5 separate regions of the Mus musculus genome follow, and regions 2, 3, 4 and 5 are each linked to region 1. Evidence: chromatin contacts called from public promoter capture Hi-C and targeted proximity ligation data. All regions are on one chromosome and are shown on one strand. The core of a region is the stretch at or near the end of the contact, and the rest is flanking DNA. Distances in the headings are between cores, read along the strand shown.

Region 1 (2,867 bases), core at 94-2,593:
ATCCGGGGCCGCACGACCCTCGGAGATTGGAGGTCGAGCCCGAGCAGGGGATCGAGTGTTGGTAGCAGAGGGCAGAGCGGGGCGAGAAGCCAAGGGTAGGGAGGGGACAGCAGGAGCGGCCGGGATCCCCGTTGCGAGGGAGAGCGATGGAAGCTGCACTGAGGGTAGAGCGAAGAAACTTCCCTGGCCGGGAGAAACCCAGCCAGGCCCCGAACTGAGGCCGCAGCGAGGAGGCCGGAGCAAGTGGAGGCGGAGAGGAGGAGCGAGGGGAGAGGAAGGCCGGGCGGCCAGCCCGCTCCGCGCCTCCCCCTGGCCGGGCTCCTCTCCCGCGGCCGCCGGGAAGCAGGGAGCGCGCGGGGAGGACGCAGGGAGAAGTGAGCAGTTGTTTTCCCTGGCTGGAGCGCGCCGGCGGCGAGGGGGGCTGGGACGCTGGCCCGGGGCCAGGGAGACAATTTTTTTTTCTCCTCTCTCTTTTTCCTTCTGGTTCAAGCGTCTTTCGCTGCTGCCCGGAGAAGCGACGATGTGCGGCAGGGAGGGCGCCGGTTGGAGTGGGGGCAGCCCCCTAGGTGCCCGCCCCGCGCAGGAACCGACCTGGGTTCTTTCCAGAAGAATCCTCACCTGGGGACTCCGCCAGATTCCTCCGGGCGGGGTGCAGAGGCCTGTGCACACCTCCCCCGCCCAACTACTTTTCCACCTGGTCAAAATGGGGAAACCGAGGCAGATGGTCCTTGCTTGGAGGATCAGAGGTCTGTTAACTTTTGCCCATTGGCCTTTGTACATGTAGGGGTTCTCGAAGCCCTGAAGTCATGGGTCCTTATTCCTGGTCCTGTCTTCTCTCGAAGGAAAGGATTTAAGCAGGAGAGAGCACCTTCTGGCCAGGGTTTACTGGCCGGGGAGAACCCTGTGGCCTCAAGAAGAAGAGCAGAAAGAACAAAGCTAGAAACCTGGCTTCCCTGCCAATGTTCCCCCCCCCCCCCCCGCTCCTTAGAGGGCTTCCTGGTGCCCACCCTGCCACCTCCCCCCTTCCCCTCGTCTGGCCTGGCTGGCGGCGCTGGCTCTGGGCCTCAGACACTCTGGAATCGCCAAGGTCTGAGCTCAGGGCCTGGCCCCCTTCCCAGGCTAACAGCCGGAGAAGGGAGTGCTACTTGAGTGCTCAGGGGGCTGGGGAGAAGCCCAGCAGGGCCCTGGGGCAGGGGTTGACAGGGGGGTGGGGAAGGGTCTTGAATTTGCTCAAGGCTGTAGAAGAGCTAGACTTACTCACTGGTCTGAAAGGGGAGGCTGTGGTGTCCCGGATCTGGACAATACTGTGAGAACGTGCTAGGAAGCCCCAGGATCCAGTGTCTGACTCAAAAGAACTTAGTAGGGCTAAGGGTGACCAGGGTCAGAACCATGCCAAGTCTGGTTCATGCCAGGCCCTCTCCAGGGGAATCAGGGGGTGGTAATCTGATGGGAAGAGGGGGTTGGGCTCGGCTTTAGGCACACCTTTCCAAAGAGCTAATGGTGGTTTTTTTTGTTTTTTGGTTTTTTTTTTTTTTTTACTTTAAGGCTGAGTTTATTTGGGTAGCTTCGGAGGGACTGAGGGAGGCCATTTGATGAGTTCTGCTTGAATTGCTCAGTAGCTCAGGCGCTGCTCAGTACAGCCTACTGCTGCAATGCTGGCAGGGGGTGACCTCTGTGTCCCAAGAGGATTCCTTGCTGCTAGAATCTAGGAGGACTTGGGAGGGGGGACCCCTCCCCCTGCTCTAGTAACACTGTTGCAACAGTAACACTGAATACTTTCCACCTGGCAGGAGTGGTGCTGAGCGCTCTTACATTCATTTTTTCCTTTGAACTGGTGTAAACCTGACCCTCCCCTGTGCAGAGTAGGCAGAGGCTCACCTTGGAACAAGGCGCTGTCAAACAGTCCAGGCTTGGAATCTCGTGCTCTCCAAGCCTTGGAATTCTTGCCCATGGAATGAGATCTAGTCACCCAACTGTGAAACAAAAGGAGTGGTGGGCTGTGGGGGTCTGGGACAGCTTCCTTCAAACACGCTTTTCCATAGTGAAGGGAAGTAATGAGGGGAGCCTTGGGGCATGCTGGGAAGCCGAGAAAGGTGAAAAGGACTGCAATGAGTCTTGCAGAGTCAAGAGTGAGAAAACAAACAAACAAACAAACTTCCAAACCAAAAAAAAAAAAAAAACCGCTGTCCTTTCCAAGTCAGAGGAAAAGCCAGGCGAGCAACACGGTGGGAAGGGCAGAGGGCAGTGCAGCTGTGGTCTGAGTGGGTATGTAAGTCACTGTGAGGAATTTGGATCAGCGGGCACTGTATCAGGGCCGATGAGGATCTGCCCACCGCACACCTCTTGGAAGGATGTGGCTGTTTGATTTGGGACTGTGGAAAGTCGCGCCATTGTGAAGTAAATGATACAGAGAAGCAGGTGATGTGGTCTCAGGGTTTGGCTTCATCCCCTGGCAGGTGAGAGAAAAAGACAGGAGAGGGACACTATGGAGGTCCCTTTCAAGTCTTCTGAGCAGAGACACCTGAGCCCATGACAGACTGGAACATAGGCTCATTCCTGAGCACACAGGGAATGTTACTCTGTGGGAAAGGTGACTCAGTAGTTCACGAGAAGGGCCCACAGAAACAGGCAAGCTGCCATTCTTGTGCACCAGGGAGGAGAGATAGTTATCCCAGAGACCCAGTAGGGGCGTCAGAGTGACATGAAAGGAACTTGATGTGGAAAAGCCAAAAGGAACATTCTAGAAGGAGTATATGACCAGCAGCATGTGTTGCTGTGAGTGGGAGTGGAGACAACCCTTGTCTTGGGCTGCTGCAGGGACTCAGGGTCAGGAAGGAGCAATGAGTCCAGCTTAGATCGTCTGGCAG
Region 2 (2,867 bases), core at 100-2,599, 180 kb after region 1:
TTTTGCTTGAGACAGGATTTCACTATGAAACATAGATTGGTTTCTAACTCAGTTTCCCTACCTCAGCTTCCCACAAGCTGGGATCACAAGCATGAACCGTATCCACCTGTGACTCCTGACTTTTGAACTGTGTGAATTAATTTATCAGACTAATTTCCTCACAGTCTGTTCCGGCAAACATTTAACACTATGTGAGACAGGTGTACTGAAGTCTGGAGTCTAAAAATGTTAGCAGCCTTTAACTGCAGGTTCCATCCCTGCCTTTAATAGGTCAGCCAGTAAAAGCAACCCAGCACGGCCAAAGTGTCATAGTGTGGCTCACACGAAGGCCACGGAACACTCTCAGTTCAATGGGGGTGGGGCATAGCTCCAACTAGGCCTGCTGAAGAGTACAGCAGGGTGGAGGGGGAGCTGCTTGCTGATCTCCCACCCAGGGAGGACACTGGTTGCAACAGGCAAGAGGACTGTGTCAGATCTCACTCAGCTGGAGTCATTATCCCAGAGCCTCTTCCAGGTTTTCAGAATCTGAAATCCGGCTGTTTATGACCAGGAGAGTTTGGGCGAATACACCCGCCCATATGCCAAGGTGCTGGCCTGGGTTAGGTTGGACTCAGGGCAGTTTAATCGCCCTCGAAACCAGAAGGCAGGCTCCAGCTTTGGATTCACAGGCGCATCCGAGCCTCCCGGTCCACGCGCACCTCTCGTCTCGCGTGCCTTTCCGCAGGAACCCGGTGCCCAGCAAATACCTCTCCGCTGAACCAAGAATTGCTCACCCTGGCCTTGGGGATCCCTGGCCGCTGGGTTCGGGCCCGGACCGCCGGTTCCCGCTCCGCGGCTTTGTGCCTCTCCCGGCGCCCCGGGCGCGCCAGGCTGGGCCCGGACCTGTTGGGCCAGTTTTATGTCATCGCCCACAGAGCGTGCGAGCGCCGGTGCAAATAACGTTGCCCTCCCCTCCCTTTCCGTGCCCGCTCCCTCCGAAACTCTAGTTTGCAAACGTGAGCACGCTGGGCAGGGGAGGTCCGGGGCGGGCCGGGTGCTTCTGGGTGTGGGGACCGGAGCACGCCCCCTAACCCTGCCCCCGTCGTGCCACCCCGCCCGGGCCGCGAGGCCACCTCACCCGCAGCGGAATGGAAACCGGTTCGACAGGTAACAAATAGGTGGGTTGTCACCGTTATTTCCCAACGCATGCGCCATCGCTCTCTCGGCCACTCCAAGCTAATTAGATCAGATCAACACCCCTACCCCACCCCCGCCCGAGCCACCAACACACACCGCCGCGAGCCAATAAAGCGTGAACCCGTCCGTCCAGCTCGCACTTGAAGACTTCGCGAGCAGCCGCGGGGACGCCAGTCGAGCTAAAGGACGCTGGCTTAGCGCTTCTGCGATCCCGGTGCACCTGGCTGCACCCTCTCTGTGGACACCGGCGACCTTCGGCGTAGTTGGAAACGCCACGCGTGGTCCCTGGTACACTCTGTCCTAAGAACGTGGACACGCCTCGGCGACTCTTTCCTTGAACTGTCCCTATTCCCGCGCCTCAACCCCGATCCGGTGGAAGAAAAGGTGGGACGACCACACGAACTCGACTTACCAGAGCGAACCGCGCCGGGCCAGGAGGAACTGAAGATGCCTCGCGCGTTCCTGGTGAAGAAGCCATGCGTCTCCACGTGCAAGAGGAACTGGAGCGAGCTCCCGGACGAAGAGCGCGGCGAGATCTACGTGCCAGGTGAGGCGCCTCGGGCTCCCGGCGCCGGGAGGGCGGGGCGCACGGACCAGCGGTCGGCGCCGGTCAGTCGAGCGTGGGGACGCAGATTCTCGTCGCGATTCGACCCCCGGCGCTGAAGGAGCGTGGGTGGGGGAAGGGGACTCCAAACCGAGGCTTTGCCGCTCTCAGGCCCGGGATCTCCTGCCCGCGCCGCGCTACAGGGGACGCAGTGGGGTGTGTCACCGCTCAGGCGACCTCCGGCTCTCGTGTCGTAAATCCAGAAAACCCGGGCTTTCATGAGGCAGGAGAGGAGCACTGGAGCGATGCCACTTTGGAGGGGAGGGCCAGGGAATGGAAAGGAGCAGAGCTGGAGTTTCCGCTGAAACTTGGGCTACATTGTAAGAGAAAACTTGGCCCCATAACTTTGGTGGTATTGAAATGAGGGTCCAGATTCAGGACCACCGAATTTCCCTGGACTCCTGCCTGACGGTCCAGGAGCTGCTGGGAAATAAACCCAATGTACCTTGCTTGCCTTTGAGACAGTCCCACCTCGGTTCAGCTCGTGGAGGACACTAAGCAAAAGATGGTTCTTAGAGCCGTAAGGTACTCCAGGAAGCCAGTGTACCTAGTTTATTTAGGGAGGACGCCTTGACAGCCTGCACGTCAACTTAGAATTGAGTTGCTAGAATTGTCTCTTCTTCCAGCTGCATCTTCCTCTGAGACCCTAGAAAACTTCTGCCCCCTCTCTCCCAATACAAAACTCCCCTCCCCTATCTTGGGGGGTGGGGCAGGAGCCTACTGCCCTGCGCCTCCAAGGGGGGAGGGGGAGGCGGTAATTAACCAACCGACTTTGACCCTTGATCTGCAGGTTCCCTGGCTCCACCCAGGCTTTTAAGAAAGCAGGGGAAATGAGGGTGGTGAGTGAGGGGCCCTGTGCGGGTTCTTGCCTCAATTTCCCTCTTGGAAAGCTGTCTTGGGCGTAATGGTGTTTTGTGTCAGACCGTCCAGGATCCGATGGCTGGTAGGATGTTTTATAAGTGAACCTTACTAAGGAGCTGTATGGCTACTCTGAAGGCTGCTTAAAGGAGGGAATGGGCCAGAAGGCCCTAGAATCTCCAATGTGGAGGAGCAGGAGGTAAAAGCCCTGAGGTGTGGGCTTGGGATT
Region 3 (2,867 bases), core at 132-2,631, 180 kb before region 1:
GGCTTCTCGGGGCTCTGTAAGCGCTCCACGAACTAGAGTACATGCCTAACCTGGGATAATCTCTCTGTTAAAGTCGGCTGAGCAGGCATGCGGCTCACATCTACAGACCCAGCTCTTTGGGAGGGCAAGGAAGGCGAGCTGCTTGAACCCAGGAGTTCAATCAATTATAATTTCTGGTAATTCCCTTTTCCCACATAACAAAATGGTCCCAGACGTTAAAACGTGGAGCTCTTGATCTAGTGGTGCATGCGTGTGAGTGTAAGATTATGTGAATGTGTGTGTGTGTGTGTGTGTGTGTGTGTGTATGTATGTGTGTGTGAGTGTGTGTATGTGTGTGACTTGGGATTAAACAGAAGGACTGACATACAGGGAATCTCACCGAGCTCCTCCGAGCTGTCCTCCTGGCCCAGAATATGGTCATCTTTAGGGAAGCATGACCCAGTCCTTCCCATTCTCCCCTCCCTTTTGGCTTGCCTGACATACTCCCCAGCCCCAGCATCCCTCCCTCCTATCCACACACCGCTTTCCACATCTGCTATCTGGAAGGCAAGCATCCCGATTTCCTCCTCCTATCACTGTCCTCTTCTTTGCCTCACTCCTCTTAGCACTCATCCACCCGGAAGGGGATCAGCCTGTGCCTGGAACCTCGAATTTCTTGAATCCTGACTCCTCAGCTTCCCTAACCACGAACAGACACTCAGAGAATTTACTCACAAAACGGCGCAATGAGAAGTTTCCCTCGGTTTGTCTCATCAGCTTTAGGACCTGTCCTTCAATAACTGTTTCTGATCCTGTTCTAAACCATCCACCTCAGAAACCACTTAGCAGGTCAGCAAACTCGTGCAAGTTCAGGCTGTGTCTGTCTCTGTTTTTCTCTGTGCTTTCCGACCCTGAATCTTTCTCGCATCCTTCATCACTCTCCTAGCCTAGGGTAAACTCTTCAAAACTCCCCTAGGTTTGTAAAACGCCTGCAAAGCCCAATTCATTCTTGAAGAGTCAGTGCGGGCGCCTCCCGGGTCCTCGTCCTTCCGTCAAGGAAACCCATCCAAGGATGGTCAGAGATTTCTCAAGAATTCTTTCTTCCGGCCTTTGTTGGCCCAGTGCTTCTAGCCTAAAGTTTTTATTCCAACACGAACAGCTGGCGTCCTCGTGTGTATCCACCCTTGTTACCCTTCGGTGATAGCCCTCAGCCGCCCGGAGGCTAAGCCTCTAGAATCTTGGAATCCAGCTCTTAGCCTTTACAGAAAGAAGAACCTGGGCGGTGCCGCGGTGGGCGGGGATGTGTGGGTGGGGGTTCGAGAGGAGCGGTCCGGGATTGGCTTCTGGCTCTGGGGGCGTGGCTTAGGCCCAAGGTCTGCACTGTAAGTTCCCAGGCCCTCCCTGGTCCTCTATCCTAGCCGCACAGCTCTGCAGCTTTGCCCGCGCTCCTCAAGGTGAGTTGGGACTGGGGTTTTACAGGCCTCCCGCAGCTCCCTGGAGAGTGCTAGCCAGGCGGTGTTCTGTTTTGGCTCAGATCAGGTCCATTATCTGGGGTCTGGATCCCCGCCCCCTACCCATGACCTCCCGCAGCGCTCAAGGCGCTGTGCTGTCAGTCTTGCAGCTCCGGGTTGTACTTCTATGCTGGCCAGAGACCTGGGACTAGGGAACATCCTCTCTTCGGCCCGTGTCCCTGCCTGGGCTGGAGGCCGTATTTTTAGCGGATGGTGAGGTGTCCTCCTATCTTTAGCTTTAGTGTTACTGAAATGGATCTGGGCCGCGCTGGGTAGCGCTTGACTGGGGATCTGGAGGGGTCGGCACAGGAACACAAGCCAGGGCTGAGCAGCCGGACTCCGGGGAGGGCGGGGGCCTGCACGTCCGAAGTCTGGCTGTGAGCCAAGCAGACATTGAGACTTCGCCCAGGCCAAGAAGCTCAGGCAAGGCAAGGCCCCTCCCAGATATCGGAGTCCCAGACAAGGTCCCCGATAATTGCAATTCTACCCTCACGGTGGTCCGATTGTGCAACCCAGAGAAAAAGGGCCTATGGGCGATCCACCTCGGGCACTGGAGCACGCAGTTCCTCGGTGGGCGTCTCCCTGGAGCGGGTATGCTCGGTGGGACCCTAGAACCCCGGGTTATAGCAGGGACGCGCGCGCCACCTAGCGACATTGTACTACAGAGAGATCGCTGCAGAAGCACCAGATTCTGAGCCAGCCCTGCCAGGGCTGGCAGGAGGGGACCTAGAAGGGTTTGGTTTTTGTTCTTGATGCAACCTCTACCTGGAAGAGCCGAAGTGCTTGAGAAAAGCCCTGAAGATATGTGCTGAATGTCCTTTGACGGTTACTGTGGATCCGTCTATTGTGCAGAGGCCTCTTGTTTCAAGTATAGCAGTGGGTCAGCTTATTTTAAAGACAGGGAAGGTGAGTTCAGTCCCAGAGAGAAAAGGTTCATTGCTCAAGGTCACAGAGGCCCAGGTGGAACTAGATTTCAAACCCTTCCCCTTGGGCTGCTGGCAAGACGGCTCAGCGGAAGTCTTTTGCTGAGCAAGCTTGGAGGTGAGCTCCTTTCCCGAAACACTCAGAGATGGACTCCACAAAGTATTCTGACTTCCACACACATTCCGCACACTACGTACACACTCGCGAACGCACTCACACACACACACACTCACATTAAAATACACTCAACAGTAACAATAAATAAAACTTTCTAGTTTTTTCTTTTTTTATTTTTAGAGGCAGTTTTTTTGTTTTTTGTTTTTTTAGTTTTTAGAAGTAAACAGATCTCTAAGTTCAGTTGGCCTGGTCTACGGAGTGAGTTCCAGGACCACCATAAACCTTCTCAGTGAGCCTTTAGAAAAGGGGCAGACCTAGAGCTGGGCCTGGTGGCAC
Region 4 (2,867 bases), core at 192-2,691, 150 kb before region 1:
CTGCTAAACTATGTCACCAGCCCCACTTTGAGATTCTAAACAACTGGGAGATGGCTCAGCTAGTTAAAGCACTTTTCCCTTCTCTTCTCTTCTCTTCTCTTCTCTTCTCTTCTCTTCTCTTCTCTTCTCTCTTTTTTCCCCATTCATTTATTTATTGGCATCGTACCCCTGTCCAAGACAAGCACTTTGACTGTGAACCTGACCACCTGAATTTTGTCCCTGCATCCCAGATAAGGAGCTGGATGATGTGTGTTATTCCAGCACTCTTTTTTTTAAATTTATTTATTATATGTAAGTACACTGCAGCTATCTTCAGACACACCAGTCAGATCTCCTTAAGGATGGTTGTGAGCCACCATGTGGTTGCTGGGACTTGTACTCAGGACCTTCAGAAGAGCAGTCGGGTGCTCTTACCCGCTGAGCCATCTCACCAGCCCTTATTCCAGCACTCTTAGAGGGACATGGAAGTCAGAGACAGAATCTGCAGGAAGCTTAACATCCAACTGGGAGTATGCTACACAGCAAAGCCCTGCCTCAACAAGGAAGGGAACCCCTCCCAAACCTCTCTAGCTAAATACTTATATATCGACTGAAGTGTGCTCAGATTTTCCTAGAGCACCCTGAGGTCACTGTTGCCAGAGAAAGCTGAGCCCTGGCCTGCTACTGCACAGAGTTGTCTGGACTATGCACTGCCTGTTCTGCTATGTAGGCCAGGAGTACAGGGAGTCAGGCACTAATCCTTAGCAACTGAGTAGTCTTGAGGGCCAAAAAAGAAATGTGCAGATGAGACCACTAAAATAGATTTAAGAGAAAATATTTGGTTCGCAGGAGACGACACTTGGAGAGACTGACAGCATCCAGTGGTAAATGGATAGGCTCAAAACCTATGAAAAAGTGGGGTCCTGGCTGTTTAGGGGCAGGGAGGGCTAAGTTATCTACACCTAGTTACAAAGGAGGGAAGTGACTAACAGGAATTTAGATCTTGCCGTGACCCACCAAAACTGGTTAAAAAAAAAAATGTCCTTTCTTGCCACCGGTGTATTTTGTAGGCCGTTGGCAAGACCAGAGGCCAGCGCTGTCCATGGTAACTCTTTTGTGACTAAAAGCTTACATTCATTCATTTTCTCCTTTCATCTTGTTTCCAAAACAAATCCTGGAGGGCCGGTATCCCAGTTAGGTACCACGTAGGGATGGGGTCGAAATCACCTGGGTGGCTGTCAAGGCACGCCGGCTGGTCGACAAGTGATAGGCACTAAGGCCGGTTCTTCCCGCCAGACCCCTCCACTCAGGAAGCTCCTCCTCCGGAGGGCTGACAAACCGCCACTTCCACAGCATCCAATCAGATGTAACTGGAGGCGGGACAAGTTGCCGCTGATGGCTAATCAGTTTGTTAGGGCGGGGCTGCGGAGGGGCCGCGACGAGGTTTTCCCAGCCTTGAGAGACCCGGGTGAGGGCTGTGCGCGCTCTGCGCGCGCCCGCTCCAGAGCAGCCTCTCGGCGCGCTCTGTCCTCGGGTCGCGGCGCCCGTCACTCTCTGGTTCTGCTGAGGCCCAGGAACCTGGCTGGGGCAGGGACTGGAGGCGCGGGACGGCGCCTGGAGGTGGGTGCGGAGCGGGAGGCCCTGTAGCCGGGTGGGCGGGCGGGCTGGGGTCGACGCCTGTGTCCGTCCAGCCGACTGACGAGGGGTCAACTCAGCGAACCAGGGCGCAGAGCCCAGCGCTCGAGCCGCCTGCTTCCTGGCCGGTGCTCCCTTCTCTCTGATATCACTCCAGGCTATCACTGGGCAGAGGACACTTCTTCCCTTTTGCCCTCATCCTCCTCACCCTGTCTCCCTTTGTCGTCTTGGCATCTTCACTCTCCTGGTTGAACCGTTGGGTAGCTTTACCACCCCGCCTTGCCAGCGCCGAATTGTACTAGCGCCTTCAGACACCATCCATCTGGCTTTGTCATCTGTACCATCTCACCTGTTCATCTCGACTCTGTCCGTTCAGTCTACCACCTGCCTTCAGCCATCAAAATTCAACCTAGGTCCTCCTCCTCCTCATCTCCTCTCAGGGGACTCCTCCCTGGCACCCTGAATGTCCCCTACACCTGCCCCGCTCAGCCTCAGCCCCAGGCCTCTCCTTGTTTTTGCTCCTTTGTTGTCCCTGCAGCTGTCTCCTGGTTGTCTTTACAGCTGTGCTTTAGCCTCTATTCATCCTTCCACCCCATCAATACCAAACCCCAGCCCAGAATTCTCTCCACTTCGGACCAGAAACACTCGACTCTGCCAGCTCTCTTCTGGGTCTAGCCCTCTCCTCCCACAGCCTGGCCATCTCATGTCTCTTTCAGCTGGCCTGGTCTCCTCCAGCTTTCTGCATTCCAGAGAATTGCTCTGGCTTCAGGGGTCCCGACCTCTTCTGTTCTTCTTGCTCTCAGCCATTGGCACGCTCTCCTACTTTTCTTCCCCCAGCAGCTTCCCAGGGAGTCATGGAGCTGAACACCAAGAAGAAGCTTCACGCCCTGTCCCTGGCTGAGAAGATCCAGGTGCTGGAACTCTTGGATGAGTCTAAGATGTCCCAGTCAGAGGTGGCCCGGCGCTTCCAGGTCTCACAGCCCCAGATCTCACGGATCTGCAAGAATAAGGAGAAGCTGTTGGCAGACTGGTGCAGTGGCACAGCCAACCACGAGCGGAAGCGGAAGCGTGAATCCAAATACAGTGGGATCGATGAGGCTCTACTGTGCTGGTACCACATTGCCCGAGCCAAGGCCTGGGATGTAACGGGGCCCATGTTGCTCCACAAGGCCAAGGAACTGGCCGATATCATGGGCCAGGATTTCGTGCCTAGCATTGGCTGGCTGGTCCGCTGGAAACGTCGAAACAATGTG
Region 5 (2,867 bases), core at 177-2,676, 140 kb before region 1:
GGCCCTGCTGGCCACCTCCTCCTGCCTTCTGCCTTGTCACAATTATCAGTACAGAGTGGGGAGCCCTTCTTAGCGTCCTGCTGGACCCAGGGGAGAAAGCCACACACTGGCTAGTCTTAGTCTCTGCAGAAGATGCTGTTTCTGGGGCTTGGGGTGGCCCTCACCAGGGGTGCGTTCACAGTGTCCTTTCTCAAGGCTCAGGAGTGCACCCATTGACAGGTAGGGCAGATTTCCAAAGGTAAAATAAGGACAGGACAGCCGGAGAGATCAAAGGTAAATGTGTTCTGGTCCCCTCACACTGGTCTGGGAGAAGGGCTTGGGTGAGGTTGTACCTTGGCTGTCAGATCCCCACCGCCCCCCGACAGTATGGCCTTCGGATAGAGAAGCAGTTCCTGCTTGCTTCTTTCCTCTCGGCCTCCTTGGCCATTCCCAGAAGGCTCTGGGGACAGCTGGGTGCGGGTGCTCCAGAGGGAACAACTTCTCTCAACAACCCATCCTCCCAGGGAAGCCACCCACCCTTAGGGATGATAGGACAAAAAGAAGAAAAATGTCTCACCAGAGATCCAGCCAGCCACAAACTCTTCCACGGGCATTTTCTGGGCTCCTGTGGGAACTGGTACTCCGAGCAGGCCCGCTGGAGACTGTTGCAAGTGAGATTCCCCACCCCCTTTCCAAACCCGATAACCTCCCACTAATGTTTAACCCTGGCTGGAGTGTGCGTGGTGGCCCAGTGCCCAGACCTCAGGCAACCATTAGCGAGAGTGAGCCAACGTCTGTGACCCTGAGACTGGAAGAGGCCTGAGAAGTAATGGAATCTCTAGAGGCAGGTTGACAGCCACAGAGATCCAGGGTTCTGTGCCTAGACAGTGACAGCCATGCTGGCTCACAGAGGATGCCAACTGAGTCCTAGTTTGGCGAGCCTCTCGAAGGCTGCCTTAGTGAGCAAGGACCTGGGCCCTGCTTGACCAGCCAGTTCATAGCAAATTCCCATTCATTCCCACCTACCCTGACAAGCTGTGGGGCTATGTGAAGTCAGAACGTGGCCACGAGGTGGCAGTCCCAGGCTACAGTGGCCTGCAGCAGCCACCTATGCCTAGTCAGAATAAGAATAACCCAAAAAGAGGGAGGCCCCGGCCCCCAGAAGTGACTCACCAGGCCCTGAAGCCTGTTTGTCTGCTCTCTCCAGAGTTGTTTACAGCCATGAATCAGAACCGCAGCCTCCTTTTGCCCAGGGGAAGAAACAATGGGCTTTTGACTGTGCAGTGGCCCACTGCTGCGCTACATCAAAACCAAAATTCCGCTCTCCTGCCTCTCTGCCTCACGATGATGGGGCAAGATGGTCCTCAGCAGATACCAGGGCTTAGATTTAGATTTCCCTGTTTCTAAACTGCAACAGTTGCAGTTCCTTTCTTTAAAAACTAAGAAGGAAGAGGCCGAGTCGGAAGAGGCTCATGTACCGCCCTTCTCCTCTGACCTCATGTTCTGCTTCCTGCTCCACTGAAAAGGGCTCTCAGCCGTGAGGCCCTAATGCCGGCATTGCTTCCTCTTCTTGGACCTACTCTCTCGGACCTCCTTCAAGCTAGGGCTGAAAACTCCCCTTTTTAGTGAGACCACTCCACAAGTCATCTCAGGGACAATTGTAATGACCCCTGGCCCCCGGTGCCCCTGCCTCTGCACAGCCACCTACATGCATAAGGACCTTTATATGTAATATATATGTAATAGGACGTGGTGAAGATTCGTGAAAACCAAGGATGAGGGCGAGAGCTGCTACTGTTCCATGCGACTTGACTGGGCCTCTTTCTGAGATGGAGAAACTTTCCTGGGGACCCGAGAGGGTCTGGGCAGTGGATGGTGTCGCAGTGCTGTCTTCCCAGGCCTGTTCTGAAGGCTCTTGGTCTTGGACAGAAGTCGGTCTCTGGACAAGTCCCTTGCCCTTGCTCTTGTCGCTGATCTATTATGAGCAGCTAACTGGTTGTCTATGCAGTCAAGGACCTGTGACTGCTTGATCCGTTTACATGTTTAAAGGATTAGAGAACGTGGCACAGGGTAGACAGAACACATGCTAATGAATGACGAATGGATGAATGAATAGAAAGGTCAGGAGCAGCATCAGTGGCCAGAAGAATGAAAAGTCCAACGTTGGAATGGGCAAAGACCATGTGGTACACATACACAACGCAGTTTTAGGGTGTAAAGGACACTAACATGGTGTCACTTGCAAGCAACTGGGCAGAAGTAGAAGATTATTATGGGAAACAAAGTAAGCTGACCTCAGAAAGACCACCAGCATCACACTTTCTCATGGGTAGACTCTAAAATTACACACACACACACACACACACACACACACACACATGCACACACACACACATACACACACTTTCAATCTTGTAAGATTTGTGTGGCTGAGTGTTTTCCCTACCTGTTTCTTTCAGGTGTAGCTCAGGAGTAGAGTGCTCAGTTTACATGTACAAGGCCTGGGTTGAACACACACAGACACACACAGAGACGGAGAGAGAGAGAGAGAGAGAGAGAGAGAGAGAGAGAGATTTTTTTTAAGTATCCAACACATAAATGGTAGCTACTAATCCTCTTGGTTCCATTTACAGAGCCCATAAGATGGCAAGTGACAGAGAGAAAAGGGCTTGGCCCATGTGCAGCACATGGTGGATAAGAAGGAACTGAAGATTCCTCCTCTCCGCCTATAGTGGTTTATGTCTTCTATAGCAATGCTGAGGCCTTCTGTAATATTTGTTCTTTTGTTGTTTTGTTTTTGTCTTGGTAGTTTTTGTTTGTTTGTTTGTTTGTTTGTTTGTTTTAGAGATAGAGCCTCACATATCCGAGGCTAACTTTGGACTAGCTGT

What was found. Promoter capture Hi-C pulls out the DNA fragments that hold promoters and counts their contacts.
Region 2: a targeted proximity ligation map of embryonic stem cells shows a contact between it and region 1, with 18 read pairs. A contact is called at or near these places in 20 of 39 promoter capture datasets (the 3T3-L1 cell line, 3T3-L1-derived adipocytes, the C10 cell line and 14 more), 4 of 484 Hi-C or Micro-C datasets (LSK cells, bone marrow-derived dendritic cells, bone marrow-derived macrophages and 1 more), 17 of 130 datasets of targeted methods (the 230-238 cell line, the SCID.adh cell line, bone marrow-derived macrophages and 9 more) and 4 of 9 other capture datasets (adipose tissue, embryonic stem cells, liver and 1 more).
Region 3: a targeted proximity ligation map of pancreatic cancer cells shows a contact between it and region 1. A contact is called at or near these places in 1 of 39 promoter capture datasets (macrophages), 2 of 484 Hi-C or Micro-C datasets (B cells and nephron progenitors), 4 of 130 datasets of targeted methods (the SCID.adh cell line, embryonic stem cells, large pre-B cells and 1 more) and 5 of 9 other capture datasets (adipose tissue, embryonic stem cells, liver and 2 more).
Region 4: a contact with region 1 is called in a promoter capture Hi-C map of embryonic stem cells. A contact is called at or near these places in 25 of 39 promoter capture datasets (the 3T3-L1 cell line, the C10 cell line, the HPC-7 cell line and 12 more), 3 of 484 Hi-C or Micro-C datasets (the G1E-ER4 cell line, bone marrow-derived macrophages and embryonic stem cells), 14 of 130 datasets of targeted methods (the NIH/3T3 cell line, the SCID.adh cell line, SST interneurons and 9 more) and 5 of 9 other capture datasets (adipose tissue, embryonic stem cells, liver and 2 more).
Region 5: a contact with region 1 is called in a targeted proximity ligation map of pancreatic cancer cells. A contact is called at or near these places in 8 of 39 promoter capture datasets (the SN4741 cell line, cranial neural crest, embryonic stem cells and 3 more), 4 of 484 Hi-C or Micro-C datasets (the G1E-ER4 cell line, bone marrow-derived macrophages, conventional dendritic cells and 1 more), 27 of 130 datasets of targeted methods (the 230-238 cell line, the HPC-7 cell line, the SCID.adh cell line and 20 more) and 5 of 9 other capture datasets (adipose tissue, embryonic stem cells, liver and 2 more).

What each region holds. Positions count from the first base shown.
Region 1 is chr19:5,739,376-5,742,242 of GRCm38.p6, reverse strand. Ltbp3 (latent transforming growth factor beta binding protein 3) reads right to left here and starts at 1,343. Exons shown (of 28, transcript NM_008520.3): 1 at 1,258-1,343; 2 at 1-908. The coding sequence starts at 2.
Region 2 is chr19:5,559,057-5,561,923 of GRCm38.p6, reverse strand. It overlaps Ovol1 (ovo like zinc finger 1), which reads left to right and starts at 1,349. Exons shown (of 4, transcript NM_019935.3): 1 at 1,349-1,723. The coding sequence starts at 1,624. It also overlaps a transcript of Ap5b1 not described here.
Region 3 is chr19:5,923,330-5,926,196 of GRCm38.p6, reverse strand. Cdc42ep2 (CDC42 effector protein (Rho GTPase binding) 2) reads left to right here and starts at 1,381. Exons shown (of 2, transcript NM_026772.2): 1 at 1,381-1,433.
Region 4 is chr19:5,892,702-5,895,568 of GRCm38.p6, reverse strand. It overlaps Tigd3 (tigger transposable element derived 3), which reads left to right and starts at 1,441. Exons shown (of 2, transcript NM_001362045.1): 1 at 1,441-1,599; 2 at 2,452-2,867. The coding sequence starts at 2,469.
Region 5 is chr19:5,876,381-5,879,247 of GRCm38.p6, reverse strand. Slc25a45 (solute carrier family 25, member 45) reads right to left here and starts at 1,426. Exons shown (of 6, transcript NM_134154.4): 1 at 557-1,426. The coding sequence starts at 593.